Regions from separate parts of the Mus musculus genome. Here all the other regions are linked to region 3. Evidence: chromatin contacts called from public HiChIP or PLAC-seq and promoter capture Hi-C data. All regions are on one chromosome and are shown on one strand. The core of a region is the stretch at or near the end of the contact, and the rest is flanking DNA. Distances in the headings are between cores, read along the strand shown. Region 1 holds the start of Meaf6 (MYST/Esa1-associated factor 6). Region 2 holds the start of Gnl2 (guanine nucleotide binding protein-like 2 (nucleolar)). Region 3 holds the start of 2610028E06Rik (RIKEN cDNA 2610028E06 gene). Region 4 overlaps Gm32611 (a long non-coding RNA gene). Region 5 has its middle 11 kb from the start of Gm32696.

The links. Promoter capture Hi-C pulls out the DNA fragments that hold promoters and counts their contacts. HiChIP or PLAC-seq counts read pairs in DNA pulled down with a chosen protein or histone mark.
Region 1: a contact with region 3 is called in a promoter capture Hi-C map of pre-B cells, with 8 times the contacts expected there. The contact joins the promoter of Meaf6 here to the promoter of 2610028E06Rik in region 3. A contact is called at or near these places in 4 of 39 promoter capture datasets (the C10 cell line, cranial neural crest and pre-B cells), 1 of 15 datasets of contacts at CTCF or cohesin (large pre-B cells), 6 of 115 datasets of contacts at active chromatin or transcription factors (embryonic basal ganglia, embryonic forebrain, embryonic stem cells and 2 more) and 1 of 9 other capture datasets (embryonic stem cells).
Region 2: an H3K27ac HiChIP or PLAC-seq map of embryonic stem cells shows a contact between it and region 3, with 4 times the contacts expected there. The contact joins the promoter of Gnl2 here to the promoter of 2610028E06Rik in region 3.
Region 4: an H3K27ac HiChIP or PLAC-seq map of SST interneurons shows a contact between it and region 3, with 9 times the contacts expected there. The contact joins the enhancer-like site here to the promoter of 2610028E06Rik in region 3. A contact is called at or near these places in 2 of 15 datasets of contacts at CTCF or cohesin (the NIH/3T3 cell line and large pre-B cells), 9 of 115 datasets of contacts at active chromatin or transcription factors (SST interneurons, embryonic basal ganglia, embryonic hindbrain and 2 more) and 1 of 9 other capture datasets (embryonic stem cells).
Region 5: a contact with region 3 is called in an H3K4me3 HiChIP or PLAC-seq map of embryonic basal ganglia, with 5 times the contacts expected there. The contact joins the enhancer-like site here to the promoter of 2610028E06Rik in region 3. A contact is called at or near these places in 11 of 115 datasets of contacts at active chromatin or transcription factors (SST interneurons, astrocytes, differentiating embryonic stem cells and 2 more) and 1 of 9 other capture datasets (embryonic stem cells).

Annotation. Positions count from the first base shown.
Region 1 is chr4:125,083,756-125,086,455 of GRCm38.p6, forward strand. Meaf6 (MYST/Esa1-associated factor 6) reads left to right here and starts at 1,406. Exons shown (of 8, transcript NM_001374123.1): 1 at 1,406-1,511; 2 at 2,390-2,505. The coding sequence starts at 1,422.
Region 2 is chr4:125,028,621-125,031,320 of GRCm38.p6, forward strand. Gnl2 (guanine nucleotide binding protein-like 2 (nucleolar)) reads left to right here and starts at 1,394. Exons shown (of 16, transcript NM_145552.2): 1 at 1,394-1,574. The coding sequence starts at 1,511.
Region 3 is chr4:125,921,121-125,923,820 of GRCm38.p6, forward strand. It overlaps 2610028E06Rik (RIKEN cDNA 2610028E06 gene), which reads right to left and starts at 1,283. Exons shown (of 6, transcript NR_015560.2): 1 at 957-1,283; 2 at 753-848.
Region 4 is chr4:125,188,836-125,191,535 of GRCm38.p6, forward strand. The region is part of intron 2 of Gm32611 (a long non-coding RNA gene); the gene reads left to right. Among named protein-coding and RNA genes, the nearest start is that of Gm40244, 28 kb to the right of the region's middle. Within about 2 kb of position 1,271, at least 40 of the 459 cell types and tissues checked have an H3K27ac peak or open chromatin away from gene starts, as enhancers often do. A contact at or near this core is called in SST interneurons and embryonic stem cells, where this site is marked.
Region 5 is chr4:125,323,357-125,326,056 of GRCm38.p6, forward strand. No RefSeq gene overlaps it. Among named protein-coding and RNA genes, the nearest start is that of Gm32696, 11 kb to the left of the region's middle. Within about 2 kb of position 1,360, at least 3 of the 459 cell types and tissues checked have an H3K27ac peak or open chromatin away from gene starts, as enhancers often do. A contact at or near this core is called in embryonic basal ganglia, where this site is marked.

The sequences.
Region 1 (2,700 bases), core at 156-2,655, 840 kb before region 3:
CCTGGTTCAATCTCCAGCACCCACATGGCAGCTTACAACTATTCCTCCAGTCCCAGGAGGATCTGATGTCTTCTGGTCTTCTTGGGAATTGCATGCATATGGTACAGAGACATACATGCAGGCAAAACACTCATAGACATAAAAAGAAAATTTCCAAGGTCTGATTGTTATTTTTTTGAGCCTAGGCTAGCCTCAAATTCTCTGTGTAGTTGAGGCTCATCTTGATTTTTTCCCCCTCAAAACAGCTGTCCTGTCTGTCTTCGAGTCCCCTGAGTGCTGGGAATAAAGACATGTGCCACCATGCCTGGCCCTGGGAGGTTCTTCTGTGGGCCAGGCTGGCAGGAAAGGAAGAGATGCTAGACTCAAATTCAGGGATTTGTGCAAGCTTGGGCTTAGGCAGATATTTTACCAACTGAGTTTCATCTACAGCCTTGACTTTCTTTTTTGGGGGGTGGTGGTGAAACTGTCTTATATAGTCTTACTGGCCCAAATACTATGTAGTACCTTGACCTTCCTGCTTCTTTTACCGCGGCCTCTTGGGTGCTAGAATTATAGGCATGTACTACTGGAGAGGAACAAGAGATTAGTGAAGAGGTTTGTGAGAGAGAAAATTAGGCAAGAGGAGTTTTAGAAAATTGAGAATTTCTCATACCTGTTGAACAATATACATCTAGGGCATAGAAACCCAAGGACATCCACCCATGGGGGCAAAGAACGCCACCTAAACTACGAGTGACGTTGCTGAGCACTGAGAATGCAGAGGTGGGCTCAGGGTGTACCTGTAGAGTGCTTGCTTCGTCTGTCCTGAGATCCATCCCCAGCACCTATTAACAGCGGGCATGCTCAACACATGGAATCCCAGCAGTGGGAAGGCAGAGGCAGGACGATAAACTCACGGTCTGTTTCTGTTCAATACCAGCCTGGATACAGTTCTGGATCTGAAGATAGAAGCTAATTCTTTCATAATCCTTCCCCTCCGGCAAACCACGTACAACAGGAGATCTGCTTGCCTGTGCTAAACCCAGCAAGATGTTGGTTTGGGGATCTTCTCTGCAACCCGGTTGGTGGGCGGAACCTTGCTCAGGTTTTCCACCTGCAGTTGGGTGGTGTTGCAAGGACCTCGTCTGCCGGGAGACATATGGAATACTCAACAGGCCTATGCTGCAGCTGGGTTCTCGATGTAGTGAATGTCTGTGGGTGTCTGTTAAGCTCAGAGGCCCACAGTGGAGCAGCAAGGAAGGTCCCACACGTACAAGCGCCTCTCCGCGCCGGCTTTCGCGCGCTGAGCCGGCCAGCTTCCCCGGAAGCCGCGCGCGCAGGCGCGGTGTGGGGGGTCGCGCCCCCTGGCGGCCAGCGGCGACAGTGCGCAGGGTCCGCCTACTGGTCGCGCGCCGCCGCCTCCGCCGCCGCTTGAGCCCAACATGGCGATGCACAACAAGACGGCGCCGCCGCAGATCCCAGACACCCGGCGGGAGCTGGCCGAGCTGGTTAAGCGGAAGCAGGAGCTGGCGGTGAGTGGCCGAGGCCTGGACGCCGTCCCCACTTGGCCTCGCAGGCAGCTCCGGAGGCGAGGACGGCGGGCAGCCAGGGTCTGGGCGCTCTGGGCGGCCGGGCGCGGCGCGGTTCCCTGCGGCGGCGCGGTTCCCGGCCTGCGCTCAGTGGGGCGGGGCGGGGCGGTGAGGGCGCGGGAAGGGCGAGAGGCAGGAGGCGGGGACGACGCTCAGGTCGGGTTAGCGGTTGGAAAGGAGGCGGCTAGACCCCGGCCTGGAGAAGATGCACGATGGATTCCATGGGCGGCGCGTTTCAATGGCCGGGGAATGTGGTGTATTTGAGGATGCCAAGGAACGGGGCTGGCGGGAGACCCAAGACGCAGCCTAGGGAATTTGGATTGGTGACGCGCACCAGGAGCCGCCGGCACCCTGCTGACTGCCCTGTAGGCTCCCGCCTTTTACGGCGAGCATCCGGGAGGCAAAGCTCACCTGAAGCTGCCCTTCCAGGTTTCCATAGCAACCGGCATCCACTGCGGGCGGCCCTTCCAGAGCTAGCAGGGAGGAAGCAGTTGATGTAGAAGAGATGCTTTTGAAAAGCTGTTCACCCTTCTCGCTGCTGGTAGCAACACATTTAGTGAGTGAGAATGGAGACAGCTCACGGTCTGTCTCATCCCTGCTCGTGACAGCTAGGTTTTGCCTCTGAAGTAGATGCAAAATCTTGCATGTGTGTGCATTTTCTGAGGATAGACTATACATTTCATTCTATTTATAAAGGGGTCCATCACCCCTACACTTCCACAGAAATGGTTCATTGTGGGTAAGCTTGACTTTACAAGTCTGTGACGGAATTTCAGTTTGCTTAATGCTTGTTTTTCCCTGTCCCTGTTTTCATCACCTAGGAAACACTTGCAAACTTGGAGAGACAGATATATGCTTTTGAAGGAAGCTACCTGGAAGACACTCAGATGTATGGCAATATTATCCGTGGCTGGGATCGGTATTTGACCAATCAAAAGTGAGTGTCAAAATCTAGTAGTATTAGCTGAGCACTGGTGGTGCACGCCTTTAATCCCAGCACTTGGGAAGCAGAGGCAGGTAGATTTCTGAGTTCGAGGCCAGCCTGGTCAACAGAGTAAGTTCCAGGACAGCCAGGGCTATACAGAGAAACCCTGTCTGGAAGAAAAAAAAATCTAATAGTATCTCTCCATTT
Region 2 (2,700 bases), core at 144-2,643, 890 kb before region 3:
GGCAGATAGTCTAACCTCAAATGCTGAGGTTAGAGGCTCATGCCAACACACTCAGCTTTGTTACGTTCTGGGGACACGGAGGTGAATAACGTACCTGATTTCCATTTTCCTAAGCTTATGGCCTAGACCCAAGAAAGCAGCCAATGCTCTTGTGAACAGAGTCATTTCGGGTAGTGGCATGTGCCGTGAAGTGAGGTGGGATGGAATAACAGGAAGAGAGTGGCTGACTTAAATCAGTAACTCAGCAAATACTTCTGCCAAAGGAGCTGCTGCCAGATAGATCAAGAGAATGTAGTTCCATTTAAAAACAAGTGAACAGTGAAAAAAATCTTTTGGTGTAGGGTCTCTCTATGTAGCTCAAGCTGGATTTGAACTTGTGACAATCCTCCTGCCTTAGCCTCTCAAGTATATCATGTTTCCTTAGATCCTTTAAGTTATCCTAAACGATGATTGGAATATAAGCTAGAAAGTGTGTTTATTTATTTTTAACCTGAAATTCAAATTTCACTGTCTTGTATTTTTTTTCTTGATGTTCTCCTCCCCCCCTCCTGCTTCCCCCTCCTCCTCCTCCTCCCCCTCCTCCTGCTCCTACTCCTACTCCTCCACCTTCTTGGAGACAAGTCATGCTATATAATGTGGACAAGTCTGGAACTCCTTCCTCTGCCTTTTGAGCATTGGTATTATAGGTGTGTGTCACCATGCTGATGAATTTGCTAGTGTTTGCAATCCTATGGATAGAGGATATTTGAGCAGGAACTGACCAGAAGGAACCAGCGATGCCGATTCAGGGAATGTGTGATCAAACAGAGCAACATTCAGTGTAAATGTCAGAAGAGGGAGAAATGAGGTCAGAGGAACGGAGCCAGATCACAAGTTTTGTAGGGATTGGAAGGAGTTTGAATCTGTCTCTCTTTGCGATAATAAACCATTGGAGAATTTAAAATCTCTCTCTCTCTCTCTCTCTGTCTCTCTCTCTCTCTCTCTCTCTCTCTCTCTGTCTCTCTCTCTGTCTCTCTGTCTCTCTCTCTTTCTTTCAAGCTGAGGCTTGAATCCAAAGTCTGTTGTTACTAAAAACTGCTCTACTCCAGCCTAAAATTTAAAGGCAGGTATGACCTGTTCTGATATTTGCCCGCTCTTGCTGGAACACTTTTAGAAAGGTTCAGAGGGCAAATTCCCATCAGCTCATGCACTGGGCCGAGAACAGGCTTCTCTCTTTTTCTCTTTCTCTCTTTTTCTCACTAAACCCAGGACTGCCCGGTGCCCTGGACGTTGCTATGGAAGGGACGCTTGACGGTTGCTAGACCCGGGGGAGGCGGGAGCAGGACAGAGGCGGAGCCGGGTCAGCCTTAGGCAAGCGCCGCGCGCTCTCAGGAAGTCGCGTAGCGCGAGCGGAAGTGACGTCGCGCGTGTTCAGGGTCCAACGTGCTTCACACAGGACGCTTTCCCGGCTGGGAAGTCGTGAAGTGGTTTACCTCGCGAGTAGCAGAGCGGTGTCGGTACTGTCGTCAGGATGGTGAAGCCCAAGTACAAAGGACGGAGCACCATCAACCGCTCGGCGGCCAGCACCAACCCAGGTACGGCGGACCGGGCGGGACCAGGCCGCAGGAGCCGTCGGGGACGGAGGAAGGCCCGTTCCGGCCTGGGCGGCGGACCCGAGGTCTAGGCACCTGCTCTAAAGTTGGGGGATGAGTCACGCCAGCCTCTGGCAGCCCCGAGGCCTCTCAGGAGGAGGTGTAGAGAAAGGCAAGTTAAAAGTGGGCTAGGGTCCTGGAGTCCTGGCACATGCCTGTCATCCCAGCACTTAGGAAGCTGAGGCAGAGGGGATCACGAGTTAGTGGCTATCTGGACTACAGGGTACAGACTGAAGACACAGAGTGGAGTAGGTTGGCCCAGGTGGCATTTTACCCTTAACCATAGCATTCGTGCCACCTTAGCTTTGACCGTGGAATCAGACCATGCATAAGCAACACTTCAGGTAAATATAGTGATTTCAATAGAGGTGGTTTTGAGATACGAGAAATTCCCATCTACAGGGCAAACAAAACAGGCTTTCGAGGAGTCCCTCCCACTTTGATTTAGCTACTAAAACTGTGTTTAAATATGGGTTAGTCATAGAGGGGCTTGGTGACGCATCCCTGTAGTTCCCAATACTGGGAAGGCAGGACAGACAGATCTCTTGTGAATTCGAGGCCAGCCTGGTCTGCATAGTGAGACTGTCTCAAACTGGTGGGGGGAAAAATTAGGTATACTCTTGTCTCCGTAAGGCTGCAAGGATAGCTGACTTCTGTATCTCCTTGTAATTTGCATAATTAGGGTTTTGATTAGATTTTTTTAAAAAAATGATGAAAACACTCAGAGACTGGAGAGAACATGGGGAGAATAAGAGCTCACTCGTACTGCTGTTGCAGGAGGACCAGAGTTCAATTCCAGTTCAATCAGCTCTCACCTACCTGGAAGTTCAACTCCAAGGGGAATCTGATACCTCTGGCCTTCAAGGCATCTACCCACATATATCCGTATAATGTTTAGTACTGTGTATGTAGCAGTACTAAAGGAGAACATGCAGGAAAGTTGCTGCGTTACTTTGTGATCTTTTATAACTGTATTAAGTCACATAATACCATGCATTTGGAAGATTCACTTGGGATTGGTTGGTGATTAGTGTGATGATGTTTCTAAGCAGGGGTTAAGTTTATCAAC
Region 3 (2,700 bases), core at 33-2,532:
GTTCTTCAACAAAGGATCACCGGCAGGATGAGTGTCACCACCTGGCTCATACCCAGCAGTGTCTGAGCCCCTCAATAAAGGATGCCCACAGGGTGAGTGTTGCCCACTTCAGTGGTGTGCTGGAAAACAGATGCGACAGTGAGTAGTCATCTATAGCACTTGCCAAAGGCCCTGGTGTGAATATTCTTACCCAAGTTGATTTCAAGCTATCCAGCTGAGGATGTGGCTCAGTGGCAGAGCACTTGCCTAGCGTGCTTAAAGGAAGAGATCCTGTTCCGTCCCTCTACTCCTGTCCCCTTGGGTGGTAAAGAAGCAGGGCAATGCTGGGTGTGACCATTGCACAAAAAATGCCTTCCAACCTGCGCTCCTGCTGCGCTGAAATTGCTTGGGAGGATGGGACGCAGCAGCCAGAGCGAGGGAAGCGGAACGAGATTTCTATGGATCCTCTATTATCTGCCCTCCGCAATGCAGGCAGGCCCTGTGGTAGTCGCAGAACTAAGAAGGTGCCCCCTGCTGTCCAAGGGATGGATGTGAAAGGCTAGAGTTAAACAGGAGCCCCAGTGGTAGGGATTCTCCAAGGTCAGAGGCAGCGGGGTCTCTGAAGGCACCAGGCAGGCCCACAGAGGACAGAGACTCGCGTAAGAGAGGGAGAATTCACACAGGCTAGAGGGTTCTTTCTGGTAACTGAGTCTTCCAACTTTGCAAAGTTCTAGGAGGTAAGGTTTTCATCGCCGCTCCAGGCAAGACCCTACCTTTTGTATGGTTCACAGCCTCGAAAAAACAGCGCCACCCGCTGGTGATCATGTGCTCAAGCACGGGGCCTCCGGAAAGCATTTTATATCCAAGACCTAGAGAGGAATTGTGGATGGCTGAGCACACACAGCCCCTTCCCTGCTGAAGCATGAAGAAGCATTCCATTCACAAGAGGAAAATGAGGCCAAGAAAGCTTTTCTTACCTGAAAGAACACGAAATCCATGCCCGGGATGGCAGAGTTCCCTCAGCTCGAGATTCCAGTTCGCTGCCCACAGCCAGGGCCAGACCCAATCGGTGGTGGAGTGGACTAGGCAGGGAAAAGTCGGGTGGGTTTCGTGGGGACAAGCTGTAGGTGGGCTCTGAGAGTCTCTGATCTTCACCTTCTCATCCTGAGTTCCTCACACAGGGCTATGGCTTCAGTAGGCCCCCCTAAGCAGCAGTCTCCCTGGAATCTGCAGCTGCATGCTGTCTTCAGGGGCGGGGCTGGGCGGGAAGGGGATGAATACCAGGACCCAGAGATGATGCGTCTGGCGTGGCCTGGTTCCCTCTCCGCTCCTCTGCGCCTTAATTAAGTGCTTTCATTTCCCTCCTTCCCAGCACAGAGGCCCAGCTGAGATAAGGCATTGATCCCCTCCCAAAGGAGGAGGGAGGCCTGCCGAGCTCTTTGTGGGACAAAGACTGATGGCTTATTAGCAAGGCCTTAATTGTGTGGCCTGAAACTTGAGGAAGTTAGAAGATACATCTGAACTAGGGAGTGCCTCTGAAGTGAACCGTTTCTTCCCTGCATCCCACCGTACACCCCCACCTCAGCCCAGCCTAGTGGAGATCAGCCCACCCTAGCCCTGACCTCAGGGAAGCAAAGGCTCAGAGTGTTGATTGCAAAGGATGGGGAAGATGTCTCGCACGGCCAAATGATGCTCCAGTTTGCCAGATGCAGACAAGGACAAGGTCCAGGGACCCAAATGTAGACACCAGCTCTGCTACTATCTAGCTGAAAGACTCTAATAAAGCCTAGCCCTCTGAGGGCCTCAGTTTCCCTTTCTGTACAATGAGAAAGTTTACTTCTAGCCATAGTATACAAATATATGTGTTGAAACTGTGTGGCGGGGAGGAATAAAAGGTAAAGTCAAGTGCCATCCAATTCCTCAAGGCCCATTTTCTTCTTCCCTGTGTGTTAGAATTCACAGAAACGCAGTGGCAACTGGAGCATCCCGGATCAACTGCTCCATCATTCCAGCTGCCCAGTAGGTGTGATTAGAGTCATGGGGCTATCAGGAGTTAAGACAGTCCCCTATAGCAGCAAGTCCCCAGCCCTGGTAATCATTCATCATTCTTTCTTAAAAGATAACTTCTTGTAGATAGATAGATAGATAGATAGATAGATAGACAGACAGATAGACAGACAGACAGACCATAGAAACCAGTAGCTGCTATAATCTCCTTGAGGAGAAAGCGCTGCAGCCAACACAGCATCCCATCCATGTGAACGGAAAATCTGAGCATCCCATGCAGCCCTGCCCTTCACACCCAGCAGCCCTCCCAGCCAGTGCGTATCCTTGGCAACCAGCCAGGGCCCAGGGTTTCACATCGACATTTGTTGAATAAAAAATGAACGTAGGAAGTTAAGGAGCAGTGCATAGGGAACACTGGAGCCTCAAGCCTCATCCGTCACCTGCAAGCCTCTCACCTCACTGGGTCTTCCAACACAACACAAAGGGTCACAATGCCGTTGTCTCTGTCCTAGGGCTGAGGACACTGTTTTCAGGAAGGAGTAAATCGGTTGTCCTCCCGTGGACACAGACAGCTAGAGGCTGAGAACCCCGAGCCTTTTCCTCATAATGCAGAGGGAAGGGTCACCCTCGTAGGCTGGCTCTCACTGCAACCCAGGACAAACATGAAGCAGACTCGGCTGGAGTGAGGCACACCCAAAAGCATAGTTCTCCAGC
Region 4 (2,700 bases), core at 21-2,520, 730 kb before region 3:
ATGTTCAAACTGTGCCCCCCCCCCCAGGACTGCAGGTATCCCAGGATAGTGAATATGGCCTTTGTAGATCATCACACAATGATGTCAGAAGGTTGGATGGGCCTGGTAGCTGCTGTCAATTGTAGGAATTCCTTTATGAATGGTGGGAAGGGAAAAAGGATACAGCAGCAGCAGCAGCAGCAGCAAGCTAAAAGCCTTTAGCCACACTTCCCTCCATACTGCTGTGGAGGACAGAGGAGAAATGTACTTGGGCCAGGTGCTTAGGGAGAGAATCTAGGGAAAGGCAGAGGGAGAGGAGAGGGATTGGGAACTTTGAGAGATTCCAGGGATGATCAGGGCTCCTTTTTAATTGCTTTTGGCCACTGGATGGTATCTTTGAATGTAGAATCAGGTAAAACGAGGCCCCATGGGCAGAGGAATTCATTTGTGTTGTTCAAGCAAGGCTCCCCAGCCCCTTCCTTACCTTTTGTTTCTGGAAACAGGACACACGAGGCACAGATGCACACATTGTTAGTAAATTAATGATGGCTTTTAAGATTAATAGAGTCAGGGAGAAGGGGAACACAGGCTTCACACCTGGGCTGGAGGGACAGAAACCTGTTCAAAGCTGCAGGCTCATAAAGAGAACTCTAAGATTGTGGGGGTGCTCCTTAGAGGGGAGACTTGAAGTTGCAGCTAGGAAGCCCCCAGTGTCCCTTGTCGCTGTCTCTCGTTACCCTGTCTTTGCCTTCTCTGCTCCCCTTGTTCTTGTACCCTAGGGGATTCAACAGTAAACAGTGGCGATGTATCTTCTTCCTTTCCCAGTTCTGTGGTTTTGGAAGAACGTCACCATGGCAAGTGAGGGTGGGACAGGCTCAAGGTCTCCAAGCAGGGAGTCCCTAGCTCCAGCCTGGATTGTGACAGGCTTCAAAGAGCTGTTTCCACACAGGCAGGCAACCTGGTGGTCGTTCAGGGAGATAGCCCTCCTTGTTTGAGTGCGTAAGTACTATGCCAGCCTGAGATCGATGATAAAACTGAGATCGATGATAAAACTACGATTTTCCTTTCCTTGAAGGCAGAGCCCAGAGCATCCTCCACCTTAGCCCTGTAACCTGGTGTCCCACACAGCCTCCTCCTCTGGCCCAACTGGGGCCCCCTGGGGACCTTTGTGTTCCCCTCCCTGCTCTTAGCATCCTCCCATTGCTCCTGGTGGCAAGACTGTGGGGCAGGAAGCATGTCCAGGAGGGTCCTGTGCTCTGCCCCTCCTTAGTGACTAACTCCTTTCCCTAGAGCTCTGTGGATGCTCCTCCCCTCTCCATGGGCTCATGCTGTTGTCTTACAGAGGCATGCTGGGATTGCTTCTGACAAGGGAATGACCTTGGTTCCTCCCACATCCCTGGTCAGAGGCTGGGTTGCTCCAACTATGGACTTAGGACTAAGAAAGGGTAAAACCTTTTACCTTCAGTGAATGGCCTCTTCCAGATGTTTCTGAGCCCCAAATCCAGGAAGCAGATATTTCAATCTTACAAAAGGATAATGGGTTGGGTGTGGTAGTGTATACCTCCAGACCCATCTGTCAGGTTGAGGCTGGAGAACTATGAGTTTGTGAGTTTGAGGTTAGCCTGGGCTACACAGTAAGACCCTGTTACACACATACACACACACATACACACACACATACACACACACACACACACACACACACACACACACACACACACACACTGACATTCAGTGGGCTTTGGCTCTGTACCAGGCTTTGTTCTAAGTACTTGATTTATTCTACCTCTGTTCCTAGCCACCTTGTGAAGACATACGCTGGCATATTCATGTCCATTTTGAAGATGAGAAAACTGAGGCACAGCACACAGGTGATGTGCCCAAAGCCAGATTTAAATCCAGACAGCTTGGCTCTAGAAACCACCGTACATGGCCTTTCTTAGCCTGAACGTTTTGTGTCATTAAAAAAAAAATCAAATGTTATTTTGATATCATAACAGGGGAAAGATAGCACAGAATGCTTCAGGGGTTTTGTAGGGGAGGGCATCAAAATATCCTACCTTGAACTTACTCATTTTCTCCCCTCATTTTTATTTATATATGTGTGCCTGTCTGTTTAAATGCTACATGTGTGCAGAAGAAAGTGTTGGATCCCCCCTTGTTAGAAGGACCTGAAGATTTTAACTCTGGCTCCCTTCACTGTGCACTTAGAAAATTCTTGACCTGGTTCAAGGTCCCAGCCAGGGCCTTACACCGTTCTGCCTGGGCCTGGCCTCCAGCCTCTAGCGTTGGCATGAGCTGACAGGTTGAGCTTCAATCACGTGGTGTCAGGACCTTCTGGGCCCTCCTGGTAGGTGGATGGGGTCTGACACAGCTCATTCTCCCAGCCCTGCCTGCCAGGAGAGGCAGCAGCTTCCTGAAAAGAGGATCTCAAAGCCAGCTCACACCGCCCGCCCGCTCGCCTCGCCTGGCTCGGGCTCCCTCCTGACAGCCCCAGGCTGGCGGCAGATGGCTCGGCTTCTCAACTGCAGAGGAGGTGCTGCAGCATCAGGAGCTGATGAAACTTTGAGTTTCAGAGGCTGAGGGGCAGGTGTCGGTGGGTGGGGCTCCACTTGATTAAACCCCTCTCCACTGGCTTCCCAGGAGTGGGAAACACAGAAGCCTAAAACAGGGTCGGGTCTGCCTGCCCCAACTCAAGGGGACTTCTGAGGCAAGCCATCT
Region 5 (2,700 bases), core at 110-2,609, 600 kb before region 3:
TAAGTTAAACTAAGAGAAAAACCTATGCACTAAAACTCCAAATCTTTGATGAAAGAAATTAAAGAAACACAAGCAGAAAGATCATCAGTATTTGTGTATTATTTTTCCAGGGTGTGTGTGTGAGAGAGAGAGAGAGAGAGAGAGAGAGAGAGAGAGAGAGAGACAGAGACAGAGACAGAGACAGAGACAGAGAGACAAAGAGAGACAGAGAGTATGAATGTGTGTGTGTATGTATGCCTGAAAGAGAGTATTGTGTATGTGCGTGCATGTGTGTATGTACATTTGCACATTTGTGGGTGCACACGGAGGTCTAAGGTTGATGCAGGAAATCATCTTTGATCACTCATTGACCTTGCCCACTGAGGCAGGCTCCCTCAGTCACACTCAGAGCTCTCCGATATGGCTCTTCTCAGTAGCCACCTTACTCTGAGGAGTAATGCCCACCTGGTATTGATGTGGATTCTGGAGATCTGAACTCTGGTCCTCGTGGGTTCACCATGCACTTTATGTGTTTAGTTATCTCTCCAGATTGAGAATTACAGCTTTTAGATGGCTATAGATTCACACAACTTGAGGATTCAATGTGATCCTTCTTAAAACCTTCAGGGATACTTTTCAAAGAATGACAAAAGAAATTCACATACAATTTCAACCTTTGTGTGTATGACATCCCAAAAGACTGAACCATGCGGATAATCTTGAATGAACAAAGCTGCAAGCATCACGCTTCCTGATTTCAAACTATGCTGCAGAGTTACAGGAATAAAACAGCGAGGCAGCGGCATGAAAGTCGACAGGTAGACCAATGGACAGAGCTGAGAGCTCAGAAACGGATCCAGGCACTCAGGCACACAGGTGCCAGGATGTGAAGCCGGGAAGGAAGCTTCTTCAGTGAATGGTGCTGGGGACACAGCATTCCCCACAGGCAAAGATTGAAGAAGGACCTTATCTTTTGTCACACACAAAAATTAATGCAGAGTAGTTTAAAGCCTAAGCTACTAGAAGACAATGGGGAAGCTCACCTGTCATTTTCAAAGCAAAAATCCTTGGATTCGACCTTAAAATACAACCAAAGTGGAAGGAGATACAGGGACCGCACATCAAACTAAAGAGCTTTCCCCAGCAAAGGAAACAACCAGCCACCCGAAGAACAAAAAAATCTAAGGAGTGGAAGAAGGGATATGCAAACCACACATCAGTAAGGGGTTGGAATTCCATGTAGAAGGAGTTCCTACAGATGAATAGCAAACAAGCAATCCAGTTAAAACATTGGCAGCAAGGCTGAACAGCTATCCTGACCAGCAACCAATCGAAAACCCCAGCACTACTAATGATATTCAAATGGTTACCAACTGTATGCAAATAATCACCATGATGAGGTGGGACAGGCCTGTTAGAATGGCCTTTATTCAGAGGATAAGGATACTGAAGCTAGTGAGGATCTGGAGGAAAGGGGATGCTTCTAGGCCGTTGTTTACAAGAGTTTAATTGATACTGCTCTTGCTGAAAAAAAAAATAAAGACAGAATTAGAGCATTATCCAGCAATACCATTTATAGGTATATACTCAAAGGAATGAATTAAGCACAGTGAAGCGATCACTCTGTGTATTCCCACGTTCACTGTAGTGAACACAGACTCAACCTAAGCGTTCACTGGCAAGTGAGTAGATAAAGAAAATGTGAATGATAGTCTCCCTCCCCCTCCCCCTCTTCCTCCCCCCCTCTCCCTCCCCCCTCTGTAATACTGTTCAGTCTTAAAAAGGAAATTTACATTTTTAGCAACATGGACAGAGTTGGGGAATACCTCACAAGTAAAAGGAATCTGTCACTGAAATTCAACATCTCCCAAGCTCATGTCTGTGGGGATGGAGCTTCGATTGGAGAGAAGGGGTAAGTTCTAGAGACAGGGTGTACAGAAAGGGGAGATGGTAAGAGCATACCGCATGCACCCTTGAAAACAGCTGAAGTAAACTGCAGGTCTGTGAGATGAGGACCTCACATGATCTAATTGTTTCACGGTGTTTAAATGCACCTAAGTCTTACTGTGCACACTATGAGTGGATACAAATATTTTGTCCAAGAAAAAATTTAAAGAAAATAAGAATTTTGTATTCTACAAACAAATATAGTGATCTTGATTAAACCAACCTTGTAGACCACTGACTGTCCTGAGTTGATCCTTTGAGAACCGTTCCTGGCATGCTAGCCTTCCCTTTACACCATCTTTCCCATCATGCAGTCTGTTTTTAATCCTGGAAGCCCCTCAGAGGTTTCCTTCCTGCCTATCAAGTTTTAATTCAGACATCTCTTCTGCAAACCATGTTTTCTTTAAGTTCCCAAGCAAAAGGGCAGCCGATCCCCTCACTCCCCTCACCACCTTCACCTTCCCTCTTCTCGCTGAAAACACCTTGTTCTTGCTAGGCAGAGTGCTCCAGCCCTCTGTCCTCCTGGAGAGAACTTGCTTTGTTCACAGATGGGACCTCAAAGCCTTGAACCAGACAGGCAAACAGGAGGTACCCAGTAAGTGCTTGTGCCGAAGTGGGTCAGTTCTAGATGATGCCACCAACTCTTCCTGCAGCTGTGTCAAATTCTGGGCTATCATTCAAGGGACACCACATCTGTTGCTTGAGTCAGTCTGCATGGTTGCTCCCTTTCCTCTCCCCATCTCTTTCCAAGGAAGGCTTGTAGTAACCTGCACA